2 separate regions of the Mus musculus genome follow, and region 1 is linked to region 2. A link is a contact called in public Hi-C data. All regions are on one chromosome and are shown on one strand. The core of a region is the stretch at or near the end of the contact, and the rest is flanking DNA. Distances in the headings are between cores, read along the strand shown.

Region 1 (3,048 bases), core at 397-2,896, 340 kb after region 2:
AAGCCACTTAGAAGCAGTATTTATCTCCAGGACAAGACACACAAAGGTCACGGTTGGTTTAGAAATGTCCTTCAAAATCTCAGCTTTTCCCATTACAAGAGCACCACCCGGTGTAAGGCTTGTTTCTGATTGTTTTCAGTCTAAAGAGAGCTTAAAGGGAAGCCCTCTTCAGAAGTGAGGCTCAGGATGAGTGACTGTGGATTTCATCAAGATCTCTTCTAAGTAGCATCATCCAATGGAATCTTCTAAGAAGATAGAAGAGTGTGAAGGGAGTAGAAAGGAGCTGCAAAAGTTTTCATGAATTAATTAACTAACTAACTAATAACTAACTAATTAATTAAAAACCACCTCAGTGGTCCTGCACCACTAACTTGAAAACTAAATCCAGGTGTGTGAATGCACATACAAAGGGTTCACCAATGTCCCGCTCATTGCTTCTGGCTTTAAAGATGTCATGCAGAAGTGAGCTTTAGGATCTTCAGAGGTCCTTCTCCCACCCCTGTGGTGAAATAGAAGCTTAAAAAAATAGCTTTAAAAAATTTAGTCATTTATATAGTCTGTGTTCTATGTGCCCCGACCTATTTTATTTTACTTTACCATTCACATCTTATTTAGACCCCTGCCCAGATATTTTTGCATAAGGTACTTTCAAAAATCCTGGCTTCCTCAAATTTGAAATATACTGTCATTTCAAAAAATGTGTTACTTTTGTTATGCATGTTCTGCCCTCCTCTGTAAAGAAAAAACATGGACCGATGTCTTCCAGCAACTTTGACATTTAGAATATTACCTCATTCTGCGTTTTCTAAAAGAGGGTCTGAGGGAAATGGCAATTTCTCAGAATGGATAAGCCAAGAGGGCACTCGGTATGCAGAGCCTGAGTTTTCTTAGTCCCCAGGCATGTTCACAATCACCTGGTCAGACACCTGACCTTGCTGGATGGGGACAGGTTTCCTGCTTCAGCTCCAGGTCCCAAGAGGGCAGGGACTATTCTTCTCCAGCTCTCCTTGGGCCCAAGGCCAGATATCTCAAATGGTGTAATGACATCTTTGATGTCATGTATTGTTGGAAGACAGAAAACATTTCAGGAATACAAAGGAATAAAGAGAAATCAGGCCTGTGTGTGCCTCTGTGTGTCTCTAGAGTCTGCAGTTAACCCAAGGTCCTGAGTAGCTCCTTCCACGACATGTCTGGATGCCCAGTAAGGCAGGCAAGATAGGAAAAGTCCCTTGAATGTCTTCTTAGAATACCCTGGTTGGTCTCCAGTGTCCCTGGGGTGACTGGTGATCTCCCCATTACTCCCCACATGGTCCTTCTCAACCTTATCCTTGCTTCCCTGACCTATGGTCTGTCTTGTTTCCTATGAACCAGTGGGGTGCTTTACACACGCTTCCCAGGAGCCCCCATTCTATTCTGCTGTGTCTTCACCAGGCTGCAATCCTCCCTCCCTCAGACCCTGGATGTTGGGATCTCAGGCCTCATCTGCTGCAGCTATAGTCACTAGCCCGAGGTCCACCAGGCCAACCCTTCTCATATTCTCTGCTGCCTATAGCATTAATGTAACTACATCTCTGCAGACGCTCCAGCTCAGCCGCACCCTGCCTGGAGTATACACACCCCCACAGCAATTTTTATCTACTCAACCATGAGCTCCAGGTTTTAATATAAGTCCCCTCAGTAAAGTGAACGATGTCTTCAGTTCACCTAATTGTAGGCTGCTGTTAAAGTTTATAGGTTTTGAAGCTATCGTGTGTGGGGAAGAAAACAGAGTCTTTGCACTCAATTGAAAACTCCCTGCAAATACCCTAGGTGGCTTGCCTTTTCTGATTTCTCCCTTGAGAACATCCAGGTGAAGTATGTCCCTGGGTCTGGGTGGTAGGTATTAGGTTCAGAAACTGTTAGAATGCATCTGACAGACAATAGACATTGGTTTCCTAGACCGAATGATTAATGAGTGTAAATTTGCATCACAAGAAAGTGAATAAAGGACAGCTAAGGAAACAGAGAAGCCAGCATGGGGCTAGTGGGGCAGATCGGGAGGTGGTGGGGTGGGGAGTGCAGAAATCTGTTTGGAGCTTATGAAAAAGAGGGTCCCTTCCTATGTCAGTGACTTACTTGTACAACAAAAATAAAGGCTGAAAAAAAATACCGGGAAAGAAAAACGGAAACCTCAAATGCTTTTAACTATATAAGATGTGCTCATGGGATAGACAAAGAAAGCATCCTCTCTCAAAGAGAAATCTACCACATTTCTAATAGTGTACCTCTAGAGAGAGAAAGAAAGAGAGAGAGAGATGGAGAGGGAGAGGGGAGGGAGAAAGAGAGGGAGGGGGCAGGGAGAGAGCGAGGGAGAGGGAGAAAGATAGATACTTGGAACTTTTACTTTTCTTAAATGTATCTGACCCACAGAAAATGGTGGGTTTTTTTTTTCTTTCACTTACTTAAGGAATTGACATAGGTTTATGGTTCTGCACCAGAAATATGCATAAATTATCGAGAGCAGCTATAAATACAACATTGGAGATTTTTCTCAGAGAGGCTGTATGCATGGCATTTTGATGCCCTGAGTGGACCATGGGGAAGTGAGCCTTCGAATGCTAATTCACTTTCCCACCAGTGCAGGAGCTAAAATGTCACATTATTGATTTAGTCGCTTTGCCAGGAATCAGTATGTGTGGTTAGTGTGTGTGTGTCTTTAAATTAATAGCTTTTATTTTTAGAACAGTTTAGATTCTTTTTTTTCCTTAATTGAGCAGATAGTACAGAGAATTCCCACCTCGCTGTATCTACCAAGCACCCAGCTTCCTCTACTATTACCATCTTCAGTGGGTAGTATAGTTGTTAGGACCAATCAACAGGTGTTAAGACATTAGTATTGACCAAGCTCATGATTTAGAAGACTAAGTTTCTTTCTTATGCGTTACATGGGTTTATCAAATGTGTACTGCCATGACCGCCATTACCCTATCATACATGATGGTATGCACCATCTGTTTATTCCCCCACCTTTGTATCTTACGGTCTCCATGTGTTTTCTTTTTCATGATA
Region 2 (2,717 bases), core at 68-2,567:
GGGCCTGGGTTCAGACCCCAGCATCACACATGGAGAAACAATCAAGGAAGAAACTCTCATTTGAATAAATAAGAAATAAACCCTTTCCTCTCCAAGTTGCTTTTGGTCATGGTGTTCCATCATGGCAATAGTAACAAAGCTATGCACCAGACCAAATGAGGCTTAGCCAAAAATGGAAGTTTGGTTCAATACAGAAACACCAATCAATGCAATACAAGAGCTACAGAGAGACCATCTGGTAAAAGTCCGCAGCCTTTCATGATGAGAACAGACACTAAACTAGACACTAACTACTAATTCCCTGCCTCCACCTGCCAAAAGCTGCCTGAGAGATTCACAGGGTACTTGTATTCATTCACTAAAAACTCCACAGGTGACTTATCAACTTACCAATGAAGGAGGGGCTGTCCAGGACAAGTCAGGACAGCCCCTGTTGCTGCCCCTGTTCAACACAGTGCAGGACATTCCAGGCCAGGCACAGGGGGAAGGAAGAAAAGAAAAGGCAGCCAGTCTGGAAAGGAAGTGACTGAGACATCATCTACAACCTAAGGAATCTGCAAGAAAACTTTGTTACAAAGACAGTGAAGTGCTGCAACACAAGATGGATACAATGTTATCATTTCTATTGTCTGGCTTTTCACCCAGATGAGCTTGCCCACATAAACAAATGTGCATGAGAGAACGGGGTGGAGGGAATTTCAGAGACGGCTTGCTCATCACAGCAGAACATATAAACTCATCTCTTTACTCTGAAGATCCACCCACATTCAAAAGGGAGCCACACTGAGCAGTTTGATGCACTAGATAATATTCACGTTATTTTTTTTTTCAAAGAAGAGGTTGAAAGAACTATCTTGAAAAGGATCCGACGAAGAATCCCAGACTTTGAGAAGTCTTTCTTCTAGCTCTGAGCCTTGTGGTGATGGATGTAATAGTTCACCTTCCCTGATCCTGTGTCTTTTCACATGTAAAAAGGAACTTGTACTAAATGATAGCCAAGCCTCCTACCACTTCTACTTCTGTTCCTTGGACTTGCTAACTGACTGTTTCTGAATGACAAACTCTCCCTTTCTCTGCCACCTGGGAAAGGCCAGGGCCAGAGGAAAGCAGATGCTAACCTGTCCTGAGAAGAAACGGGAGAAGCAGAAGCATGGAACTGTGTCCCTTGCACAACTTGCTACTTCAGCCAGTGAGGGGCTTGGGTGGAACACAGGGTTATAATTAGAGCAAGAGGCCAGCTGCTTCTCCCCCAGCTCCTGGACACAGCTGGACCTGCCCACGGCACACACAGGACTCAGGCTGTGTTGGCCTTGCTCTGACCCTTCTTGCAAAGGCTTTCCTCCCTCCTCTGTGAAACAAAGTCCGGGGTTGCTCTAAGCGCTACTTTCCCATGGGCTCTCCTCTGCCCCTCCAGCACTTAGACATTGAGTGTTGATAACCTACAGAGACGAAAGAGGTCGTAAGCTGAGCCCGGTCACATTGCCCTGTGATATAGTTTTATTTTTAACTTTGAAACGCTTGAACTATGTCAGTTGGCGTTTTCTCCCTTTCGCTTGCCTTTCCAACAGAACTTGGGTGCTCTGCTGCAGCGGAAGCACCGGCACCCACCTCCTCCAGACCTGCTTGATCAACGGCAAAGGGCTGGTAGCTGCGGATGCTGAGCCAGCTTGTACCGTTTAGGTAAGATTTTTTCAAACACCGGCAGGTGTGACCCAGGTTATTTAGATGATAAATGGGTGGACCGGACCGAGGCTTACTGTGCATTTCCTTTGTACCGTGGAAGGTAGGTTATTAAACTTTGTTACATGTGGGTGATGGGGGAAAGGTTGGTAATGGAAAGCCCTGGCCATGTGTAAGGTGTTTTGGATTTTAAATCCTACAGCAGTTTGCAATGTCAGCAGCCTTCTGCCGGTTTAGGTTTTCTACTACAGTCAACCAGAGCGATTCAGTGCTACCTTAGTCACACAGTGGTGACAGGGGAGGGCAGTGTGTGGTAAGGGAAAAAGTAGACACCCAGGGTTAGTCCAAACGCTGCAATGCTGTTCTCCAACCACCTCTGTGGCTTTAATTGCAAGTCATGGTCACAAGGCTTAAATTCCATCTACTGAGCCACATCGCGGTCTAATGTACCACAGCGGTACTTCAACAGCACTGGCTGCTCAAACTCTGCCTGCAACCTGAAACTCAGTTTTGCCTAACAAAACTGCTTCAGGGCAATTCCTTCCCGCCCATTTCTCTTGGGGGTGTGTGGGGGGGGGGCGGGGGGAAGCAGCCATGAAAGTGAAAACTGAAAATCATACACAGACTTAGGCACCCGAACTCAAAACTGTGACCAGCTTGAGGCGAGTACACCCAGAGCAGCAGAAGTGAAGTGATGAAAGATATTCATGGTTTTAAAAGCTTAAGAGGCAGATGGACTACTCCTAGCTCCTGGAATATCTGCATCTCAGCCTTCCTAATGCTGTGACCCTTTAACACAGTTCCTCATGTTGTGGTGACCCCCCCCCCCCATAAAATTATTTCATTGCTACTTTGTAACTGTAATTTTGCTACTGTTGTGAACCATAATGTAAATACCTGATATGCAGAATATCCTTTATGTGACCCCCCACACTCCACCAGTTAAGAACCTCTGCTATATATTGTTATGTGCATGAAAAACGTTAGCAACAGTAATGGGCCCTGTTTATTTCCTTATGTTTCTCTAGTTTAGAGTT

The links. Hi-C and Micro-C count contacts between places; a contact is called where the count stands out from the background.
Region 1: a Hi-C map of embryonic stem cells shows a contact between it and region 2, with 3 times the contacts expected there. The contact joins the enhancer-like site here to the promoter of Fbxo40 in region 2. A contact is called at or near these places in 1 of 39 promoter capture datasets (pre-B cells), 2 of 484 Hi-C or Micro-C datasets (embryonic stem cells and pre-megakaryocyte-erythroid progenitors) and 1 of 115 datasets of contacts at active chromatin or transcription factors (microglia).

Annotation. Positions count from the first base shown.
Region 1 is chr16:36,648,394-36,651,441 of GRCm38.p6, reverse strand. All of the region lies in intron 1 of Cd86 (CD86 antigen), which reads left to right. Among named protein-coding and RNA genes, the nearest start is that of Cd86, 16 kb to the left of the region's middle. Within about 2 kb of position 1,646, at least 4 of the 459 cell types and tissues checked have an H3K27ac peak or open chromatin away from gene starts, as enhancers often do. A contact at or near this core is called in embryonic stem cells, where this site is marked.
Region 2 is chr16:36,989,067-36,991,783 of GRCm38.p6, reverse strand. It overlaps Fbxo40 (F-box protein 40), which reads left to right and starts at 1,317. Exons shown (of 4, transcript NM_001358217.1): 1 at 1,317-1,680.